Regions from separate parts of the Xenopus laevis genome. Here region 2 is linked to region 1. The links are chromatin contacts, called in public Hi-C maps. All regions are on one chromosome and are shown on one strand. Each heading gives the region's core, a stretch centred on a gene start, on an enhancer-like site or on the middle of the called end of the contact. The rest is flanking DNA. Distances are from core to core; before and after follow the strand shown. Region 1 overlaps myo3b.L (myosin-IIIb). Region 2 holds the start of gad1.1.L (glutamate decarboxylase 1).

Region 1 (6,166 bases), core at 2,554-5,053:
TGAATAGTATAAATCTAAATCAAGAATGGGGAACTAAAATAGCTGGACTTCCATGAAACCCTTAGTTCTATGGTAACGGCTAAAAAATTTGAAGAACACCGTAAAGTTCTCTGCAATCTCCTTTAATCTTTTTAGCAATATTCATTTTTTATGCTTGTTCAAAGCAGTGGCCATCCACTTCAATTAAAAGATACAAGGAACAGTCATTTGTTCTCAAGTAATGCTTGCAATTTAAAGGTCTACCAGAGACAGGACCAAGTCATCTCCAAAGCTAGGAAGGTCAGGGTCCCAATCATCGATAATCTTTATCCACAATACTAAAAACCATGGAGCACACTGGAATATATTATTTACATACACTATTCCACTGGAATTGTAGTTTATAATTTGGTGCCAAACCACATGTCCTGTTGGTAATGGAATGAAGATTGCCTTTCTTTAACAAGAAAAGAATCTGTCAAACAAACATTTGACTCACAGAAGTGGCAGGCATTGTGGAGAAATGACTGAGAGCTATTATTTTAATAAATATTTGTGTTAGCATGTAGCAATACAACAATGGAAATATGGCACACATACATTGTGTGACAGTGTATAAAACAGGATTGAGTAATGTGAGTAGCGATGAGCATGTACATGCATGATATTAGAGACTCTGAGTGGACATTAGTATTCTAAGAGATGACTGAGAAAATAAATGGGGAAGAGCAACTGGGCTACATAATAATAAATTATGTACAAACCAATAGACTAATATAGCAAAGCCTATGTCGGGCTCTTAGTATCACAAACAGCAAAAAGATCCATGTGGGTTTAAAACATTCAACTATAAATATTATTATAGCTATGAGTATTATGAGTTACTATAAAAATATATAATTGACAGCATTTACTACAAAAATAAAAAATGTGCAAATTGGAATACTTACTTCTGGGGCCATCCAAAATGGAGTCCCCACAGATGTGTTTCTCCGTAAGCGGGCACTGGTCAGTTGTGCTGAAACACCTGTTACAGACAGTTGTAATAGTTTTAAAAAAATGCAAAAGAAACAGCCCTAAAACAAATAACAATACAGATAAGGGATACATTATCTGGAAAAGTGTTATACAGAAAGCTCCAAATTAAGGGAATAACTAAAACTCCATTTTATTAAGATAATCAATTTTTTAAAATAAAAATGTCCTTTTTATCTGTAATGAAACAGTACCTTGTTCTTGATCTAAACTAAGATACTGTATAATTAATCATTTTTGGGGACAACACCAGCCTATTAGGTCTATTTAATAGTTAAATGATTTTCTAGTAGACATAATGTATGAAGATCCAAGTTATGGAAAGACCCATTATACGGAAAACCCCAGGTCCCAAGCATTCTGGATTACAGGTCCCATATCTATAATAGTAATTCCCAGATGAAAACCATGGTCACTTTTGTAAAATATGCTGCCCCCTAAACGTTCTCAGGGAGCCAACCAGCTTCACTATGGTACACAACATAATAACTGACTATACTTCCATCTTGAATAAGGATCTTAAAGTAAAGACCCTGACTGTAAGAGAAAGAGGGTTTTTGTGTTTGAATGTGTGGTTGTTCATGTAAGACTGCGGCTGTGTTTCCCTAGTGCAGACCCAGTTACGTCTATACAAAGTTTCTTTGCTCTGTTCCTTTTGTGTCTTGCATGGCATTGTGTAATCCATTGAGAGATTATGAATTTATTATTGAACATTTAATTTTAACATGCTCAACAGGAATGATGGGCAAAGAATGTAACTAAAGAGGAACCGATTCTGACTCAGCTCAGGCCTACAGAATAATCAGCTCTGTAGCAAAAATTTATAGATTAACTTTATTTTCTGCTTGATGATATGTGACAACCCCTAAGATTAAATTCTCAACAACTACCCAGAGCACACTGACACTCTTCTAACAAAATCCACAATGCTCTTATGACAACCTTGAATCATTACTGTTATAGAGATGCTGAACCTTTAGGCTGGTCCAGTAAGTTCAATATATAAAACATAGCATTTCGAAGCAGGGGCGTAACTATAGAGGAAGCAGACCCTGCGGCTGCAGGGGGGCCCAGGAGGTATAGGACATTTTGGGGGCCTGAAAAATAATTTGCTGTGGGGCCCAGTAATATCATGTTACGCCACTGTTTCGAAGCCAAATTGGTTTTTAGGGAGATTCAGTGGCCCGGCGACAAATCGCCTCTTCTTCCAGTGACTAATCTCCCTGAACTGCCTTCCCACTGGCTAGAATGTAAATTGCCGCAGGATGCCACTTGGAACACTTCGTTTTACGAAGTCGCCCAAAGTTGCTCACGAGGAAACTTCGGGCGACTTCAGAAAACAAATCGGTCCAAGTGCCATTCTGCCGGTGATTTAGATTATAGCCGACAGTAAACTTCGGGGAGATTAGTCGCCAGAAGAAGAGGCAATTTGTCCCCGGGCGACTAATCTCCCCGGATCTCCACGTGTGTATCTGCCTTTAGGGTCTAGTTCTCCTTTAAGCCCTAGGCTTAATTAATTTACATATAATTATGGAAATGCTATCCCATATTTAATAAATATGATTTTCAACATTGCTAGTCTATTTATCTTAGCACAGTAAAAATGTAAATGAATTCTGAGTACTGGTTTGTTTATTTGTTTGTTTGGTTTATTTGATAGGTAGATGCAAGCTTTTAATCTATATTCCAAGCTTTTACAGTGTAACCTACACATGCTCACATATACTGTATAAAGAAAAAGGGGTAAATCTTGCATTAAATTATATTGGATGCAATAATGAAAGTTGTTTTCTAAATCTGCTGGCCCTAAATCACAATGTAGGTGGGCGCTGTAGCTGAGTGGCAGCTGCCTGGCTGAAGGACGATGCCTGCTTTAGAAGAAAATCCAGACCTTCTCTGAAGCCTTTCCTTTGCCTCACGCTATTTCAGCCGTTTATTTCATTGCAGTCAGGCTTACATCGACTGCAATAATCACAAATTAAATGGATCTGTTGGTTTTCAGACCCAAAGGACCATTTTACCTTCTGCTCAAAGGGAATGAATGTGCTCCAGGCTATTAACACCATTTGAGGGAAACAAGCATTTTCTTTTCATATGCAAAAGATGGAATTATTGAATTTAAATGAGGTGACTGCACAGAAATAGAAGGCACACTAGCAGATTGCAAGTGTGTTGGTAAATGAGGGCTTTGCTATTTTTTAGAGTTTAAAACAAGACTATATGCAGCCACCCAAAACAGATTATGTGACAGGAACTCAGAGGGAGCTCCATCTGTTACAGCCAAAGTACCCAGCGGCTCCTGCTGAATGTGATCGCTAGACCTGTGGCGTTCTCCCAGCCTTCTACACTCACGACAAATTGAAACAATTGAATGAACAGAGCAAGGAGCCAATACACGACACACAGTCATTACCAAAGTCAACCAGCTTGACTCCTCCTTCTGTCGTGAGGAGAATATTGTTCCCTTTGACGTCACGATGAATGATTCTATTGTTGTGCAAATGCTGAAGGCCCTGAATGACAAAGCAACAAAAAAAATGACTCCCCTGTTTAAAAATAATTACTGCACTATTAAAAGCGTAATGATAACAATCTGCAATCATTCTGAAGAACATCTGCCTGGCCCAGCAAAGGCCTGTCACCCCCACAGGGAATCACAGCAGGTACTATTAGCCTAATACCACATGACCCCAAAGTGAATAATGAGCTTAAGCTTCATTCACTCTGCCATTAAGTGCTAGATGAGCCATCTTACCAAGAGAGCTCCGTACAGAATGTAGGAGATTATCATTTCATCCAAGCGCTGGCCACACTTCAAGATGCTTTTTACCAGGTCTGTAACAGATCCACCATTGCACAGCTATAGGGAGAGGAAACAAGGCAGGAGGATTAGAAGGTGTTATGGGGAGATGAAATCACAATATAAATTACCCAGTCTGAGCCAAAATGTAACATCTTAATGAAAATGTTACAAAATGTTTGAGTGATTAAAAGGATCAGTAATTCAAATTCAAATCCTTAATGCGACATGAGTTATTTGTATCTAGTACACAGATGATGTTTTCTTTCTGAAGCAGAGGTCTTCTGCCTTCTTTGTTGTATAGTCACCCACCCATGCTATCTCAACTTCCTTATGTAAATGACTTTTTAAATAAATATATTGTGTACACACAGGGCGGACAAGTAATATAATAAATACACTAAATATATATATACACACAGTTTAAGTGCAATGTGGTAGGAGAGAAAGTAGGAAGGAGGTCCCTGCCTTAAAGAGCTTACAGTCTAAGTGGGTGGATAATATACAGGCACCAATTTGGGGGCAAAAGTGTACAAGGTTACAGTCTTGTCCCTCAAGTGCCAGGACTAGCCTTATGTTCTCGTGCTCCAAAAGGTAGAATCTGAGTTCTTCCTTGAAAAGATTGAGAGAGCGCTCCTTACAGAGAAATGCGGGGATGGAATTCCAGAGGTAACAAGCAACAAGATACAAAGGTTTAAGACGAGAGGTGGCAGAGTGTGTGGATGTGTGTTGAAAAGATAGTGGCTCTGAGAGAAGAAGAGGAAACAGCAACAACAGGATACAGTGTAGACTGGGACCCTGTTTTCTGTAACATTTTATTTAGAGTTTATTATAACGTATTACTAAGAGATCATGGCTGTCACATTAATCTGTCACATTAATCCTACAGTCATTTAGTTATAGAATGCAATGAAAAGCCATAAATAAACCATAAATAAACCATAAAATATATCCTGTTGTGATGTCATTAGTTATGCATGGTGATATGTGGTGTCACTTGTGTAACAGAACTTAGTGAAGCTGCAATATAATGTGCCACTTAATTTGAAATATAAGGGTGGTAGGAGTTGCGGCAGCCTGTGACTTCATACCTTCCTTTGATTATTAGACTCCTCAGTAACTTCTAATAGCCATATATATTTTACAGTAGGTGGGGATAATTTCCTATATTAATTAGCTTAAGGTACAGTCAATAAGGTTAGATTGGGCAGAAAATGGCAAGAATCAATTGCGTCTAATTTTCTGCATAGATATAGATTTACTTTATTGTACTTTCTCATGCTGCGCTGGATGAAGAAATGTATCCCAGTCAGATGCAATCAATGAGACTTGGTTTTGATAAAGAAAAGTACAGAAAAGTACAGAAAAGTACAACTGAGCTTATGAAAGGGATTTTAGAAATGCAGGTTTGCTATGACGAAGGTGCCAGGGAGAGAAGATTGATGTGCTGGATAACAATGAGGCAACAAATTACAGTCATTTGAAGCCTTTGCTGCATCACTGCCCCCACTGGCAGGCCATATAAAATAGACAGCAGCCATATCTCTATACATAGACTTGATGGCATGCTCTGACATCACTGGAGATGAAACATTCTGATCCAGGAAAGCACCGCTCCTTGCAGGCAGTTTCCATTAGCGCAGGGCCATACATCAGAGGTGATGATAAAAAGCAGGAATTAGGTCCTTTGTGGATGTGTTTTTACCCACAACATTAGCTTCTAAACCATCCCTGTCCTCAGCATGATTTCCCTGGCATGTTTCCTGATTACATATGAACACCATGTAACAACAGAAAGATATATCCACTTTACAAATAATATGCCCATCTTTTATTGGATTTTATTTTATACCAGACATCTTCTAACCCTTTGAGTGCCACAGAATTGCAATTTGGACTAGATTCCTAACTATCGAAGGATACAGACCATCTAATATTGATGCATTTTGTAGATAACATTATATCCTGAATGCCTGGTTCTCAACAAAAACAATTATTTGTTTCACTAAATGAAATAGTATCACTGTTTAGTAGTCTATTTTATAAAGAAACAAAAAATATGAGAGTATATTTTATTGAGTAAATTGTTTCTTTAAATGATCAGTGCCACAAATAATGAAACTTATTCATTTGAATGGAAATGTCATTTTCTTCTGTTCTGTGTATGTTTAATTGTTTTCTTTAATGCAGAAGTCCTGACTTTTATGGCAGTGTGTTTGCATGTTCTAGCATGTTCAGCCATCATTCATCTGTTGTCTAAACAAAGTTCTAACAAGTGTATTGGGTTCAGTGGAGCCTTAAGTATTGATGAACTTAATTGACAAAATTACATTTTAATATTATTGGTCCTAA
Region 2 (5,828 bases), core at 1,615-4,114, 180 kb before region 1:
CTCAGACTTATAAAGCAGAACTGAAGTAATATATTTCCTGAACAATAACCAGAGATAAATCAGTTTCCCTGAAGCAAATAAATGCAACCTAACTGCTCCCAAAGATTGTATAGAGACAACGATGGAGGAAGAGCACAGGGTGGCAGACAGGTATGTGTGGGGGCAAGGGGGGTCTCTCCCACCACTGGATAGGGCTGAGACGGCAGTCACATGCGAGGGGTGTATTGGGGCTCAGGGCTAAATGAATGACCCCGGAAAAAAAGAGAATTATTTCAGTTACGTGAATTCAGGCATTCCTCATCCCATAACCAGCGGGGACAGGCAGAGAGCATTCTGGGTATCTGATTAAACCCCCAGCCGATTGCTCTCCCTCACCAAGACCGTACACCAGGACATTTTATTAACCCTTTCCTAGCTCACATGATTAGATTGGCATTCGCCAGCACAACACAAAGTTTTATAAGAAGACCAATAAACAAGTCACAACGTAAAATCTCTGCAGGTCCCATCGACTAAAGGCTAAAGGTTTTTATTGGCTAATGAAGTCTATTCAGATTAATACCATCTATTAAGAACACAGTGCAATGTCCAGAGAGCTCAAGGCAAATGCCTTTATTGTTTCTTTCTCTGATTTGTGAGTTTGATTCCCCCCCTCCATTCTATTTCGTTCCAGAATGATCACAATAATGACTCTCTGTTCATGCATCAGAGCCCCTGCATCCTCCTCAGACTCACAGCCACACTCCCTTCCCTCTCTTTGTCTATGGTGATCACCTCACCCACCTTCCCCCTTTTCAACAGAGTAGCCTAAATTGGTCAGGCAGAGCTGGGGGTAAATTTAACCCCCCAGCCTGCTCCTATTGCCAAGTACAATGCCATCCACTTACATGTAATTTAGTCCCCAGTAGCTGTAATTACTAACAAAATGCTGGGTGATTATAGATTGTACAGAAAGAACATAAAACCAGCAAATTGCACAGATTGTGATTCAAATCACCAGCAAAATCCTGACAGATTTTCTTTTTTTATGCTACATTTTACTTTTGTGACTTAAATAAATCACCCTCCAAACATACAGCTTCCCACACGGGAAAGGGGACATTCAGTTTTATTTTATTGCATTTCCCCTTGTTCTGCTAAATGGAAGGATGAATACAAAATAATGGTTTCCTACTTGTGGGTCGCAGATTGATGGGGTTGGTGTCTTGGTTGGTGTCGGACGATGAAGGGGAAGACGATGCCATCTCTCCAGAGACAATCCTTTTGGACTGATGATTTTGCCTAATGTTCACAATCCTCTTTGAAGACTGGATAGCGAGATCCACCTCAAACATAGAAGGGAAGTCATTGTTAAGACCAAGAAAGCACAGACTCAATAGATCCAACTTAAATGAAGATGCCAATGGCAAGTCAGTGTCCTGGTGGCAATGACCTAGATCCTAATTCTGCTGCGAGCACTTGGCTAACAAAGGGAGAACTTCTTAGGCCATCTCTGGCATTGAGGGCTCCAAGGAGGCAAAAGTCGTTTGAAGTGACATTATTTCCAGGCTTTTGCCTAAGCGATTTGTCCTGTGTAGAACAGACTGGCTCAGTGGAGCATGCGATCTCCAGTAATTATATCAATGGGCACTGAGCTCTCTCATAATGACTTGTGTCGGGGGGAATTGCACAGGGACAGGGGAGGATTAGCACACCAAATTATTTCAACACAAAGAATACAGAGAGATCTAGAAATACTGGCTTGATAAATATGCCTTTTGTGTCTCTGATTCCCCCTAAAATTATACCTGTTTGTGTGTTGGGCTGCACTGAAGGTAGGTAATGCATTTAATATAGATATTAAAGTTATTTGTATCATAAAGCAGAAAACTGTTAAAAGCTTTTAAATGTACATTTAAAGATACCAAATACAGTAAGAATCTATCTATTTATTAATCTAACGTCCACCCTATCTCTCTCTCTATATATAATACAAAGACATTGATGTCTGAAATTTGTACAAACATGTCTCTGGTGCTCTAAAATAAATGAGAACCCTCACTGATTCATTAGTATTGTGTGCTTTTGCACAATTTACCAAATGTCGGTGTGTTGATCAGGTTGGTGTCACCCTCCACAGGTTTTATGTTTCTTCCAATGAAATCAAATATTCATTAGAAATGAATTGATCAAATGAAAGGATGTGTGGTTTATGGGCATCGCTGAGAGCAAGGTGAGCCCTGTATCCTCCTTGAACGAGATGCCAGAGCTGTGAGCATAGGATGGTGTAACAGGTTATATTATCACTTATGCAAGAATTCCTATCTTATCCTCTATCTATCTATCTATCTATCTATCTATCTATCTATCTATCTATCTATCTATCTATCTATCTAACTATCTATCTATCTATCTATCTATCTATCATCTATCTGTCTGACTGTTTGTGACTATCTGTCTATCATATAATTTATCGGTCTGCCTGTCAATCTATATGAGCAAATAATGAAATGAGCAGCTTACCTACTACTGTACCTGGAGGGACCCAAATCCAGAACACTTTAGTCCAACTGGCTGAAGTGTGGACCTAGCAGCCAGATAAACTCCTCTTTATACAAACTCCAGAAAAGAAAGACGTTTGAATGTCAATGGGGGCGCAGGAAGGAATTAAGGATGCCCCTGTCTCCTCCACAAGTGCTTGGATGTGCTATTTTAAAGACAGGCAGGAGAGGCAGTTTGTGTGTGTGCGCAGGCATGAGTCACTGGCGCCTCCTTTAGTCCACACAGTGTGTAGGGAGCACATCACTTGCTGAGCAGCTCGTGTGTCCAGCCACAGGCTAACGTGACTGACTTTCCCCTGTTCCTTTATGCCTGCAGGTTGGAGAGCAGTACGTAGGGAATACTGGGGCTGTACATTATACACCCATCACACTCTTTTCCCATGGAAAAGCCCTCATCTATTATCCCACCCCCATGTTCCAATAGACAGATCCAGATGGGGGGAGAGAGATACAGTTGTTATTCCCCTGAGTCCTGCTAAAGGGGTTAATCAACACTTAAGTTATAAGACGGGGTGAAACAATAGTATTGTGATTGCATAACATTGATTCATTATCCTCCTTGGCTGCTTAAAATCCCCCCTGAACTTCCCCCTTGTCTCAGACACATTTTTGTTTTATTTTAGCACTTTCATTGCATTATTGTCTTCATCGTTTCTTAAAGTTTGACTGCCTATAGTTTGACCCATTTATTTTTTTCTTATTTAATCAGATTTCTTGCTTTAGCAACTGGAAAAGGCGTGCCCAACTTATACTGTTTAATACAGTCTCCAAATATTCAGGCTGTCCTTTTAATGTCATTAAATCCTACATACATTTCATCGGGATGATGGATGTTGTTTGTTTTGTCACCCAGTGGACACTAGAGGGCATCACCGTTCTAGCAAATAAATCCATATCATGAACAATGAGCCTTTTGCAATAAATCGTTCTTAACAATGTATAGGTTCTATAAAGAGAATGTCTATATATATATATATATATATATATATATATATATATATATATATATATATATATATATATAGTCATTTTCCAAATTAATCTGCAAGTTTGAAAAAAAAAAAGAAAAACCCATGATTAGCTTTAAAGTTGGCAAAGACTTAGGGGCTGATACCATCAATTGCTAGTGGTATATAAACAATAAACCAAACACACAGCGTTTATCTTAAATCCTAGGATATTATCAACTATCTGAATTTTTTCTTCAATAAGTAAAACTAAGATGTCAATTATGAGGGATGTAAGAGAAAGTGACCCAATGCAGAGCAATTTCCAAGCTTCTGTCTTTTCAGCACCATGGACAGTGATGGGCTTAGCCTGCCTGAGCGCGTAACACTGCTGCCTGGGAGGTACTAAAAGTGAAAAAAATACATCGAAAACATAGCATCTAATAATACACATGCAAGAATTGTATAATGCAGAACAGATTTTTTGTTTCTATAATTTTTGTCCTGTTTTGAGCCAGGACAGCATAGGAATGTTTCATCAACCACCCACCCAACCTTCTCCACTTCAGCCCGTCCCTCTCTGTTTCCTCTTTTCCTTATTGCTTCCTACTCTTTCTATGTCTTCTCATGTTCCCTTCTGAATCACTTTCTCCTTTTTTAACCCTTCTTGTCCCATCACTCCCGCCTAGTTATTTAGACAATTCCTTATTTGTTATAACTTTTCCTCATTCTTTTCACTGTTGCTAGTAATCCTTATCCCTCTGTCATACTCTTCTCCCTACTATCTTCTCCAGACCACTTCTCTACTTCTTTCTCTCCAGTTTTCCTTATTACATTCTTTATTCTTATGTGTCGCTCCAATTCTGCCCACTCTTCAAACATCACCTCTCCCTTACTTTCTCCAGCCCCACTTCTCTATTCCTTCTTTTTCTCTCTCTCCATTCACTTTTTCTTATCTCCCTTCTTTTCCTGTCCCATTTTGCTATTATTTCAAATTTTTGCTCCACTTTATATTTACTCATTTCTTCTGCCTGCTTGATCTAAGGACTCCTGACACTCTCTGCTCCCATCTTCACTCTTCCTACTTCTGCTTCCCCGGTTAGCCTTGCTCATTTGTTTCTTAGGTTAGCATTTTGATGCTTTGGTGGTTTCACAGTATGCTTTGTGTGTTTACACATATCTACCCATGTAGTTAAGTGTTATACACAATCCCACTGAGCTGTTTCATGGCAGGAGGTCTAAATAAGTCTGGCACTCCCACGTCCTCTTCTAAGCTTGTTCTTGAACCTTCAAAAGTTCTATCCATTTTCATCCTACCTCATGCTGATGGTTAATATCAAATAGCTAAAGTGCATTAGTGGAGAAGGGTCTTTGCATTGGAACACATAGGAAGCTTGGACCTGTAGCTGTTGCTTTCCGTCTTGTGTCCTACTCATATACACATTTCACTTTGACTTTGTTTTAAGCCACTTTCCATGTAATTAAAAAACTATTCTCTCAGTTATCTCCTAGAGATCATGTCACACATTCTAAGCTTTTCTATACAAATCTATTTAGAAATGAGGCTCTGTGAGGAGGGCTGGAAATAATAAGCATGAGGAGCCAATAATAATCATGCAGGCTACTGACGTGGCTTTCAATGAGAAGGCTGCATCGATCAAATGGGGGATATGATCTCTCACAGATGTTATCAATGCATGTCAAGTTATATTGTCCAGCTGATTCATTCTTCATGTGCTTGTTTTAGACATTTTGATGAATCAGTCTCATAATAACACAACATTTAGTGATACTATCTCACATATCACAATAACATGTTTCATAAATATGCTCCAAAATGCTGTGCCAAAAGATAGAAAAAGATAGAGGTTTTTAAAACCCAATGCATCATGGACTGTCTAAACAAAAATTTGGCTTTAGTAGGTAATGGCTTGGCTCAGGAGTAAAACTAAGGTAGGTCTAAACAAGTTATAGGTTAGTCTGGATGTCACATTCCGCTCATATTCCTGTTATTCAGCATCATTTCCACCATAGCTAGAGTTATAGAAGAGGAGGCAATGTAGGAAAACAGGGGTAGCGATTTAATGAATCAGGCTTTCCATTCTGCTGCACCTTTAGCTGTATCTGTGCATAGCTAATATATTAATATTACAGTAAATTTTATATATTTCTTCCCTAAAACTGACTCTTTATATACCCTAATGCTCTAAAATAGGAACCCCAAGCTTAACTACAGATGCACTGGAAACATGCTTTCAAGCCCAGCTAGGCTCAAAAATGTAAGCAAACGCTCTATGCTATTGGGCTAAACTTGCTCATAATTTAATGTGCCATTGGATTT

What was found. A called contact is a pair of places that touch in the nucleus more often than the background predicts.
Region 2: a contact with region 1 is called in a Hi-C map of the XTC cell line, with 2.7 times the contacts expected there. The contact joins the promoter of gad1.1.L here to the enhancer-like site in region 1. A contact is called at or near these places in 2 of 4 Hi-C or Micro-C datasets (the XL177 cell line and the XTC cell line).

The regions. Positions count from the first base shown.
Region 1 is chr9_10L:75,458,993-75,465,158 of Xenopus_laevis_v10.1, reverse strand. myo3b.L (myosin-IIIb) reads right to left here. Exons shown (of 34, transcript XM_041576285.1): 4 at 3,770-3,874; 5 at 3,428-3,527; 6 at 930-1,006. Among protein-coding and RNA genes, the nearest start is that of myo3b.L, 14 kb to the right of the region's middle. Within about 2 kb of position 3,803, at least 1 of the 7 cell types and tissues checked has an H3K27ac peak or open chromatin away from gene starts, as enhancers often do.
Region 2 is chr9_10L:75,636,382-75,642,209 of Xenopus_laevis_v10.1, reverse strand. gad1.1.L (glutamate decarboxylase 1) reads right to left here and starts at 2,864. Exons shown (of 17, transcript XM_018233979.2): 1 at 2,503-2,864; 2 at 1,175-1,325. The coding sequence starts at 1,244.